Regions from separate parts of the Mus musculus genome. Here region 1 is linked to region 2. A link is a contact called in public Hi-C data. All regions are on one chromosome and are shown on one strand. Each heading gives the region's core, a stretch centred on a gene start, on an enhancer-like site or on the middle of the called end of the contact. The rest is flanking DNA. Distances are from core to core; before and after follow the strand shown. Region 1 has its middle 26 kb from the start of Dad1. Region 2 overlaps Gm30392 (a long non-coding RNA gene).

Region 1 (5,689 bases), core at 866-3,365, 240 kb after region 2:
CCTAAAGTGGTAATTCACTTTGTTCTATTAAAAAAAAAAAAAAAAAATCCAGGCAAAGAAAGCGTGGGTGGCTGAGGAGATGCCGGGCTCCTAAAAACTGGCTGCCATAATGCAGAGGCTGAAGGGGGACCTTGTGGGAATGGAACAGAGTAAGAAGCCTAGAAGGCAGTATAGGAATCAAAGACAGACCTCCTCACTAAACGTGAAAGAGGCCCAGCCTCGGTTGAACCATGCTAGCCCAGTGTCCCCAGAGAGCAACATCCAGAGGTCACAAGAACCCTAACGTCACCTGAGGACCAGAGTGAGGTGACGTGGCAGGGATTTGAAGGGCCTCCCACAGCGGTGAAGTGAATATAGATAGCTTCCAGCCCCAACTCAAGCGAGGCCGGGACAAGGCAGACAGGAGGCCACTGATAGATCAAAGTCAACTTCATCGCCATCCAATCAGAACAAGAACTTTCTCCCACAGCTGAGGCTAAATCTCCACAGGAGCTGAACAAGTGTGGGGAACAGGCAGAGACTCTTCGACGTCGGACTCTGGGTCTCTCACTGCTTAGTCTGGAAGAGGCTACTGAGGAAACCTGAAGACATGACAATGGTCACAAGGCTGCCACTGCTCCCAGACCAGTCTGGACCAACTCCCGAAGAGAAGGCACCCATAGCCCAGCAAACTCCTTGCCAGGGCCAGCTGTAAAATGGGTATCTCTAGAGTCTAGATAAATGCCCTTACTCCCTAAGGGGTTTTCTGCAGGCCAGCTCTGAAGGCAGAAAAAAAAACGGACCCTTCACGTTCCAAGGCTAGAACTGTGGAAAGTGTTCTGCAACGTTGTCCGGTGCAGCTGGAGTCACAGTTCAGTCCAGAAACAGGCAGGCTGGACAGGTGTGTGCTCTGACCACTCAGGCCACCCCCTGAGGCTTCAAGGGTTTAGTTTTGTCTCATTTTTGTTTGGGGTATACCATAAAATCCAACTCCCAAAGCTCATGTCTAATATCAAATCTAATAGTGTTTTATTACCAGGTGACATGTTGGCAAGGGACTATAGATGACCCTTCGGATAGGAGGAATACCTTGCTCACCAGTAGCTCCTCCATACCTAGTGCAGTACCTTGCACCCAACAGATACCAACAGATGACATCATGACGGTCAACACAGTCACTGGGAGGGACCTGAGCTGGAGAGGGAACGTAGTGGCGTTAACAGAGGCCAGGTGAGCCACTGTCTCGGTTTTGCAAGGAATAGAGTAGCTTGGCAAAAACTATTAGAATAATCAGAGCTTGAGTGGTGCGCCCTTGAAGAGTTCAGACTCACATTAGCTTCATGACTGTTGACTGAATCCTGCAGGACAGTTACCAGGAAACACTGGCTTCTAAAAGTCTAAAGACTCTGGTCCTACATGAGAACCAGCATCCAGGGCCAAAGGTCACTTAATGTCCATTTCAGTTTCCCCAGTGACCCACACAAACCCACTGAAACCTAGTTCCTCGAGCAACATGTGGGAAGAAGGGCTTCCGGTTTACAAAGCAGGAAGTCTATATCCAGCCCACCCCGCCCTGGACAAGATTGAAGTCTGGGTCCCCGAGGGATATTTCCCAGAGGTGAGTGTGAGAGACCTGTCAAATACTGTAACTCTTGCATGTACTGGCTACGGGTGGGGGTGGGGTGGGGTGGGGGGCAGTCTGAAGGATCGCCAGCCCTGCTTTGGGTAAAAGCCACATGGGTAACACAGCTGTCTCCTTTCATACAGACACACAAGGCATAGGATTTCCTCCAAGAATCACACAGACAGCTGCACCCTGAAATGGGTAAGCTGGTCAGATAGTGAATCAATAGCCAGAAGTAGAACAGGAAATGGAAAAAGTTTCCCACTTCCCTCCAGGTGTTTGGGTCTGAACAGCCTCCCACTTCCATGACGTCACGGCTGCTGACATGGGCAAACAGGTCCCCCTTTGAAGCTCTCCCGCAGAAGCCACATCCTCTGGAAAGAGGAGTTAAAAATACAGAGTTAGAGATAAGATCTCTCCGGGCCACGTGCCCAGAAGAGGTAGGCTGGGCCGTTACACCGCAGCCCAACCACAGGTGCAGAAAAGAAGGCCACGGAGAGCACATTGGGTGGGGCTTGCAGGTCTTGGTGGTAACACCCATTCACAGCAGCCGGCTGGGGAGGCACTGCGGCTCCACTCCCAAGAAGTCCCCCTCCCCTGACCTCTATTGCCCTCAAATTAGACAAGTCTATATACTTAGTTCAAGGGAGAAAGTCTATGTCCAGTCCAGCTTGTGCTGGACAGGTTGTGAAAGAGGCAGCTGCCTACACACACAGCTAAGGCTCGTTCCCCAACAGATACCTTCCACAAGAAGCCCCATTCGCTCTCATTTCCACTCCAGGAGGAAATTTAAGTGTCAAGAGATAACCCTAGTGGACATCTGTCTCTCAGGGTCCTAGGAAGTCGCAGAACCTGAAACCTGAAAAACTTTCGTCTTGGGAGTCCCACTCTGTTGTAGTGTCTTAAGGTAGCCACACGGGGGCAGCAGTACTCCACCAAAAGGCTTTCTCCCTCGGCGTGTTTATTCGGGATAAAGAAAATCCCTGCATCCTACGGAAAAACTCTTTCCAAAGGAAAATAAAATGACAAGTGGCTTCTGTTTCACAGGGTCCTGCCCTGTGCCAGTCACTGGACTCCAGACTTGTGTGATCCTCTCTGCCTGCAAAGAGTCTAGGGTCAGGCCTTCAGGCAGCAGGGGGCACTGCCTACCCAGGTTTAGGAGACCTAGCTACAAGAGAAACCCAGAAAGAAACTACCCTGTTGGAAGCCAGGAGATGGAATATGGGGCCCGGCAGGCCCAGGATCCATGACTTCACTCTGTAGCCTGTAAACCCGCAGCCTCAGTTCTCCTCTTTGTACCAACATTCTCTCAGGTAGTTTAGAAACGAAGGCTTTCTTCCAGCGGGATACCTGTTAAAGGGCAGACACTGTGTCAGGTTTCAGGGACTCTGACTCCATACAACTAAAGTTTAAGAAATGGCCAAAGGGGTCGCCCATAACAGGTACTCACATGCTAGGTGTCTCTAGGGAGAAAGGACTGATGGGAAAGGAGAACAAGGGTTTGGAATTCGGGGCGGTTGATCTGAACCTGGATGATGGGCACATCGGGGTAGATGCCTGTCAAAATGCATCCAGCTGGAAAGCCTGGGTTTGCTGCACCTCAGTGTGTGTAAATTAAACTCAAGATTGCCTAAAGTCAAGGCACAGACAGTCCGGGCACTGTGTGAGCATGGGAGACAGACGTAATGGCTGTAATTTTATGGCCTCTGTTAATATCTTCCTGGCAGTCCTCAGGCAGGCAGGGGTCAGGCAAAGCAGGGTCTGTAAGCTTCAGTGTCCTTCGTGGCACATTTAACTTTCCCCTGTCTCTCTCCATTTTCCATTATTCACACGGAGACCGGAATGCATGCCCACCTTCTCTCCCTGTTGTCTGAGGAGATAATGGTATGCTAATGCTTCGCGAACCGAAATCCCCAGGCAGACACAAAGCAGTGGGATGGCAGCACGAGCGAAAGGATGGACCATAATCCTGCGCGCTTGCTCGGATGCACCCATGCTGCGATAAAAGCAGCCTGCTGCGTGAGGATGCCGGCGCTCACATAGGCTTGGGGCCCGCCAGGTCCCCCGCTCAGCAGCGGTCCCCCACCTCGCCCGTGACTGTGGCCCCAGTAGCTTCTATCACGCACATCTGTTACTCCTTCCATGACTTCCAGCTTTTGCAAGGTCACAGTTTTTTCAGGACCACAGGACCCCACGGTATCCCATGGCCCCCCTGATGCTTCTCACTGTATCACCTGTGAGGAGACACATTTTTTTCCCTCCTCTCTGGCACCCCAGGGGCTTCCCTGATTGTAGGATTCCTTGAGCCAGTAGTAGCAGGATACAATCGCTCCAGGCACCTCCCCTCAAGGCAGGTTTTCTGAGAAGCATTCCTCCTCCAGCCAGTGTGTCCTACAATATCCTAGGGTGTGTTTGTCCTGGAAATGTGAGCATACCACCCTTCCAGAGTCCACAGGGCTGGGCAGTGGTGGCGCACGCCTTTAATCCCAGTACTTGGGAGGCAGAGGCAGTCTGATTTCTGAGTTCAAGGCCAGCCTAGTCTACAGAGTGAGTTCCAGGACAGCCAGGGCTACACAGAAAAACCCTGTCTCCAAAATAAATAAATAAACAGAAATAAACAAAAACAAAAAGAGAGGCCACAGGATTCCAGTTTTGAAGCCCTCCTGAAATCCACTTTGAAACCATCCAGTTCCTTCCATTCTCTGAAACATCCACATTAAATTTATCAACCAAGGAAAAATAAAGAAAACACCAGATGGAAGAAGCACAGACAGACGTAAGATGGGACTGGCAGAACTTGAGAGTGAAGTGGATCAAATAACATGGTTTAGGTTGTGGGAGCAACTGGTCTGTTTCATGGTCAGTCTGGGCAGGAAATACCCAAGGTAAACCTAAAAGACTGTGGTCAACAAAACTGCAAGACGCGATTTTTTTTTTTTTTTTTTTTTTTTGGTTTTTCGAGACAGGGTTTCTCTGTGTAGCCCTGGCTGTCCTGGAACTCACTCTGTAGACCAGACTGGCCTTGAACTCAGAAATCCACCTGCCTCTGCCTCCCAAGTGCTGGGATTAAAGGCATGCGCCACCATGCCTGGCGCAAGACATGATTTTTATCGACTCTAGGGCATCCTTCCTTCTCCTTGCTGACCCTGGCTGAGTTATTCCAATGATATCACATGAGCGGGCAACATCCTCGTCTAGAATCCCGAGTCACGATAGTGTGTGCTTGCTCAACATCAAAGCAAACATTACCTCCTTCGATCCTACAAACCTGAACCAAGGCAGCGCATTTCTCTGCCCCTTTGACAACTTAGGAAACATACGAACTGGCTTATATAAGACCACGGTGGGCCGGGCAGTGGTGGCGCATGCCTTTAATCCCAGCACTTAGGAGACAGAGGCAGGTGGATTTCTGAGTTCGAGGCCAGCCTGGTCTCCTGAGTGAGTTCCAGGACAGCCAGGGCTACACAGAGAAACCCTGTCTCGAAAAACAAAAAAACAAAAACAAAAAACAAACAAACAAACAAAAAAACACGGTGGACTAGTCCGAATGCCTTGGTTTCCCACCAAACAGAGCGAACACGAAGTCCTAGTGCTAGGTGCAGCCATCAGCTAGGCAGGGCCCCCAACCAGACCAGTTTCTGACATTCTGCTTCAGTGACTCAGCTGTGATTGTGTGCACTTACTTGGTTCCTCTTTAGGACTGAATTAGAATGGCAAACCCGAGCCCTGTCCACTCCAGGGAGCATGGGTGGACAGGGCTCCCCTGCTGAGGGAATACATAGCATAATAGATGCATAAACTGTAGGCTCAGTCTCATGGCGGGGATGGTGTGGCGCGGTGCCCTGTGACGGTCAGAGAACTTCAATAGTCAGTTCTCTACCTCTGCGTGGAAGCTGGGGGGGGGGGTCAATCTCAGATCACCGGGGCTGCGCAGAAGGGGTTTTTACTCTCTGAGCCACCTTGCCAGCCCCGTGGGTCAGAAGTTCAGTGATAAGGCAAAATCAGAAGACAAGATGACTCTGTATACAAAGGCACCTAGTGACGCCCTGGTGACCCAAGCTTGAACCTTAGTACCTACATGGTACA
Region 2 (5,501 bases), core at 2,126-4,625:
GGGCTCTTGGTTACCAAAGCAGCATCCAATGTGGACCCCTTCATGTTGAGTGGGTCTTAAGTAAAATATTGCCCTTCACATTTTTGCAGACAGGACAGAGAGTAGGTCAAAGGTTTTGTGGGTGGGTTGATGTCCACATTTCCCTTAACAGCAGCCCACAGAGTACCTTTCCACACCAAAGGGACTAGAATGTAGGGGTAAAGGCTCCATGTCGGAACTGGGTCTACTTCTCTATGTTCAATGAGGTGTGTGCATGTTGTCCTTGTCAGTGAGGCTCCAGTCAGTTTATGGAGAGTTACCCATCAGCCTGGGTTGTTTGGAGATTTCTATGGGACTCAAATGAATGCAACCTAGTCCCTCCACTGAAAGCCTTTCCTGACTATAAGAGATGGCCAGTTGAAATTCAGTATCCCCCATTATGAGGAGTCCTCATTAGGATCACCTTCATAGATTCCAGGAAGTTTCCACTACACTAGATTTCCATACCACATCCCAATTCCAGACATCTATCCCCATACTCTCTCCCTCCATTCCATCTCTTCATCACCTGATCTTTTCTGTTTCTGTTCCCACCTGTCCCCAGTCCACCCTTAAAATCTATTCTATCTCCCCTTTCCAGAGAGATCCATTCATCCCCCTAGACCCTCTACTAATTGTAGTTTGGTTACCATTAACTTAATGACTAATAGCCACTTATAAGTGAATACATACCATATCTGTCTTTCTGGGTCTGGGTTATATCACTCAGGATCATTTTTTTCTACTTCCATCCAGTTGCCTGCAAACTTCATGATGTCATTTTTTAACAGCTGAGTTATACTCCATTGTACCAGATTTTCTTTATCCATTTTTTTTTTGTTGAGGGGCATCTGGTTTGTTTCCAGTTTCTGTCTATTATGAATAAAGTCACAATAAATATAGTTGAGCAAGTGTCCTTGTAGTAGGATGGGATGTCTTTTGGGTATATGCCGAAGAGTGGTATAGCTGGGTCTTGAGATAAATCAATTCCCAGCTATCTAAGGAACTGCCATATTGATTTCTACAGTGGCTATACAAGTTGCACTCCCACCAGCAGCAGAGGTAGGTTTACCTTCCTCCACATCCTCACCAGCATGAGCTGTCACTTGTATTATTGATGTTAGCCATTCTGACTGGTGTATGGGGAATCTCCAAGTCATTTTGATTTGCACTCCCTGATGGCTTGATGGCTGAGGATGCTGAGCATTTCTTAGGTGTTTCTCAGTCAATCATTTGAGACTCTTCTGTTGAAAATTCTCTGTTTAGATCTGTACCCAATTTTTAAATTAGATTATTTGTTTTTTTTTATATCAAGTTTCTTTAGTCCTTTTACATTTTTGATATTGGTCCTCTATTGGATATGACCTTAAAAAAAAAAAACCAACAACAACAACAAAACTTTTTCCATTCTGTAGGCTACTGCTTTGAGCAACTGATGGTGTCCTTTGCCTTACAGAAGCCTTTCAGTTTCGTGAAGTCCCATTTATTAATTGTTTATCTTAGTGCCTGCACTATCTGTGTTCAATTCAGAAAATCATCTCCTGTGCCAATGTTGCATTCAAAGCTAGTCCTCACTTTCTCATCAGTCAAGGTCAGTGTTTCTGGTTTTATATTGAGGTCTTTCCACTTTGGGCTTGAGTTTTGGGCAAGATGATAAATATTTATCTATTTTCATTCTTCTATATGCAGACATCCAGATTGACCAGCGCCATTTGTTGAAGATGCTGTCTCTTTTCAGTATTTATTTCTGGCTTCTTTATCAAGTATCCATTTATGTGTAGATTTATGTCTGAGTCCTAAATTTGATTCCATTTATTAACATGTCTATTTTTGTGCCAATATTATGCAGTCCTTATTATTATAGTTCTGTAGTACAACCTGAAATCAGGGAAGGTGATATTTCCAGCAATTATTTTATTCTTCAGGATTGTTTTAGCTATCCTGGGTTTTTGTTTTTCCATATGAGATTGAGAATTGTCCTTTCAAGGTTGGTAAAGAGTTGTTTAGGAGATTTGATGAGGGATGTGTTGAATCTGTAAATCTACAGATTGCTTTTGGTAGGTTGGCCATATTTATTATGTTAACCCTACCAATCCATGAGCATGAGAGCTCTTTCCATTTTCTGATATCTACTTCAATTTCGTTTTTCAAAGACTTGAAGTTTTTATTACATAAATCTTTCACTTGCTTGGATAGAATTACCCCAAGATACAACACATTATTTGAGGCCATTGTGAAAGGTGTTGTTTTCTGAATTTCTTTCTCAGTCCATTTGTCATTTGTATATAGGAAGGCTAATGATTTTTTTTTTTTAGTTAATCTTGTATCCAGTCACTCACTCCACTGATAGTGTTTATCAGCTGTATCTCTCTGACATTTAAAATGAAAAATATATATGTCACTTATCAGAGCTTCTAAGAACTATGTTTACTGAAGGAAATCCATAAAGACAAAGAAAGAGCAAGTACGTGGCTTCTCCAGAGACAGCATACAGGCCCATTTTCAGGGAAAACACAGAGAATTAACAGAGCTTATGACAGACCCTATGAAAGAGCTCTCAGTCTTGAGACAGAGAAACTCTAAGTGTCTTACCCTGCATTGAAGGCAGGTATGTAAATACATCAATATAAAGGAACCCTGAGCCTCCAGGCCTTCTCTGAAACCTCAGCACTATTCCAAAATTGATTGATTCAAGCACTAGGCCAAAGAACACCTTAAGTAAACCAAGTCCCTCCCCAGAAGAACAGTCCACAGAAAAAACAACTTGACCTGTATGTGAGACCTAATCCAAAACACGGATGCAGTTGTGGAAGAAATGTGCATAGTCGTGTGGACAATGACCAGCCCTTTGTAATGCAGGAAGCATATTTGTCTCAGTTCAAAAAATTATTCAATGGGTGTTTACTCAGTGTCCACTGTTTGCCAGACTTTATTCTGGGTGCTATGTCCATAACAAAATGCATAGTATAACAGGTTCTTTGAAAACTGAATTTAATAAGCTTTAAACACAAGTAAATTACACAATGTGTTAGATGAGGAGAGAGAGAGAGAAATCAAAGCAATTAGAGGTATAGTGGCTGCTGTGTGAGATGACAGAGAGAGAAGTCCCCTTGAAATTTTAGGTAGGATGTCACAGTAGGCAATTGCATTTGAGAAAGCCTTTGAAGAAGATGAGAGAACACCTTGAAGATATCTGGGGCAAGAGCTTTCCAGGGAGAGAAAAGGGACCAGTTCTCAGCCAGTAAACACCTTGCGTGTTCAAGGGCTAGGTGAAACAGAAAGCCACAGGAAGCCTCTGGGAAGAGGATGGTGTGATCTTGCCCCCACTCAGGAGCCTCATTCAGGCTGTTTTGCTGAGAACAGAGGCGGTGGAGATGAAAGCAGGAAGACTGTTGAATTGACATCAGAACAGATGGGGGCTGGAGTTACACTGAGCTCAGAGGCTTTCTGCACGATAAAAGCCCACTCAGGAACAGCTGTTGACACCGTTCCTGCTGGAGAAAGGGGATGGAGACATATTAAATGGCACTTCTGTGGATCCTCTGACCAGGAATCTCCTGTGAGTTGACTGTGAGCTTAGTGGAAATAATAGAAAGGTCCATTGAGCATCTTCCAGAAGGCAGTCACAGTACTTCCTTCTGTCGTGTAAGAATCTCTACTCGAAGGAGTATGTTAAGGTGTTTAAGGACCTTCGAAACTTGTGGCATTCACATAGTGGAAAAATTGAAACAGCAGGGACAGTGAATGGCTAATAAAGCTGTGCCTTATTGTTCTGCACAATGGTGAGTAATTAGCATATGGAGAAAAACATTAACTCCTGAGCATGCAAAGATACCAACCAACCATCAGCAGGACTGTCTATGTAATTTTCAGGGTCCAATAGAATGCTGGGCTTCTTATTCAAACTTAAGATAATGATACCAGGGCTTTAAAAAAATTACAGTGCACACAGGATGTATTAGGTCTTTAGTTTTAACTACTCATAAGTTATTCAGGTATTGATGCTACAGATAGGAACATGGAAGGATTCACAAAACTGTGTTAACAGCTCTGTACTGTTACATCAAGGAAAGACTTAGACTCACCCAATTCTAAGTTAGTGAGATACCCTGCTCTGTTGATATCAAAAACTGAATATAAGCCCTTCAACTAGGTGCCAGGAAAGATCTATTTAGAGATGGAAGGGGGCAGTCAAACCAAATAGAGATTTTTTTACAACTTCAGCATGAGAAGTATTCATTGTCCTTACCCGTAAGAACTTTGTTCCCTTCTGATAACATTTCAGAACTACTCCTTTGTTGTGAGATATTTGATCAGGGATCTGGAGAAGCCCATTAAAAGAAAACTATTTTCTTTGCCTGGGTAGAGACATAACGTTGCAAACCTCCCAAAACATAAACATTAATCCAACTGAGCCAGTCAATCACCTAGCCAAAATCCATGCCTCGGGAAGGTGGATTCACCTTAAGCCCTGTGAGAGATGGAAAGAATAATTATCCCTTTAATGAGATTGCCAAAGCCTGAGCTCTGTTATCCGTGACACTGCCAAAAGAGACGTCAAACCCTCTCTTCCAAAATCTCTGGCATCAGAGACGGCCCCCTCCCAATGAGGACGCCCCCCTTTCCAGCAGGAAAAAGCTACAGGCGTGACAGCTGTGTCCCCCTTTCCACCTCTCTAGATCAGGAATGTTAGCTGTAGCTGCTCCATTTTGTAAAGCACATTTACTTTGGTTGAATTTCGACAGTTCTAGTCACGTCAGAAATTTTGTTTCAGATTTTAAAGTAACATGTTTCTCTGGATTCTTGTCTTTCCGGCCCTGTTGACCCCAATTAACAACTAGCCAGGAAGAATGCTAATCAATTCAGATCACTGAACATTCTTTAATGACTATTCACTAGTTACCCATAGCAACTGCCAGTGCCAGCCAAAACAGGAAATTTCTCAACCTCCTTCTTCTCAGTCCCCGTTCTATCCCATAACTTCCCTGGATGCGATCCCTTCTACCCTATTACTACCCTGGATGCATTCGCTCCCCCTTCCTACCCTATAATTGTCCCCATACAATCTCTACTCTTTTTACCCTATGACTGCCCCAGATGCAGTCTCTTCCCTTCCTACCCGATAGCTGCCCCCAGATGCAAGCAGAGGGGAGATCTGATTCTTACAGAGAGCCCCCACCTGTAAGGTTTTTTTTCCCTAGAATAAAGGCCTGTGGTGTCTTAGGTCCTTTCTTTGTGTGTCTTTCCTTCTCACCACCCTCTCAGGTTAATACACTGTTCCTTCTCAGAAAGCCTGCCCCAGGTGCTAAGGCTCAGGCAGCCACAGGCAGGTGGATGGACTGAGCCTGCTGACTTTTCTCAGTTACCTAGGAAAGTCTAACTTCTCCTCCTCCCCGTCCTTCTCCTCTCCCCTCCTCCTCTTCTTATCTCTTTTTTCACTCTTCTGGATACTGGCCAAAGTCTAGCATCTGGAGTTTTCTGCT

Evidence for each region. A called contact is a pair of places that touch in the nucleus more often than the background predicts.
Region 1: a Hi-C map of the P5424 cell line shows a contact between it and region 2, with 2.3 times the contacts expected there. The contact joins two enhancer-like sites. A contact is called at or near these places in 1 of 15 datasets of contacts at CTCF or cohesin (CD8 T cells), 1 of 484 Hi-C or Micro-C datasets (the P5424 cell line) and 2 of 115 datasets of contacts at active chromatin or transcription factors (CD8 T cells and large pre-B cells).

Annotation. Positions count from the first base shown.
Region 1 is chr14:54,225,571-54,231,259 of GRCm38.p6, forward strand. No RefSeq gene overlaps it. Among named protein-coding and RNA genes, the nearest start is that of Dad1, 26 kb to the right of the region's middle. Within about 2 kb of position 2,116, at least 240 of the 459 cell types and tissues checked have an H3K27ac peak or open chromatin away from gene starts, as enhancers often do. A contact at or near this core is called in the P5424 cell line, where this site is marked.
Region 2 is chr14:53,988,221-53,993,721 of GRCm38.p6, forward strand. The region is part of intron 1 of Gm30392 (a long non-coding RNA gene); the gene reads right to left. It also overlaps Tcra and Tcrd. Among named protein-coding and RNA genes, the nearest start is that of Gm30392, 4.6 kb to the right of the region's middle. Within about 2 kb of position 3,376, at least 8 of the 459 cell types and tissues checked have an H3K27ac peak or open chromatin away from gene starts, as enhancers often do. A contact at or near this core is called in the P5424 cell line, where this site is marked.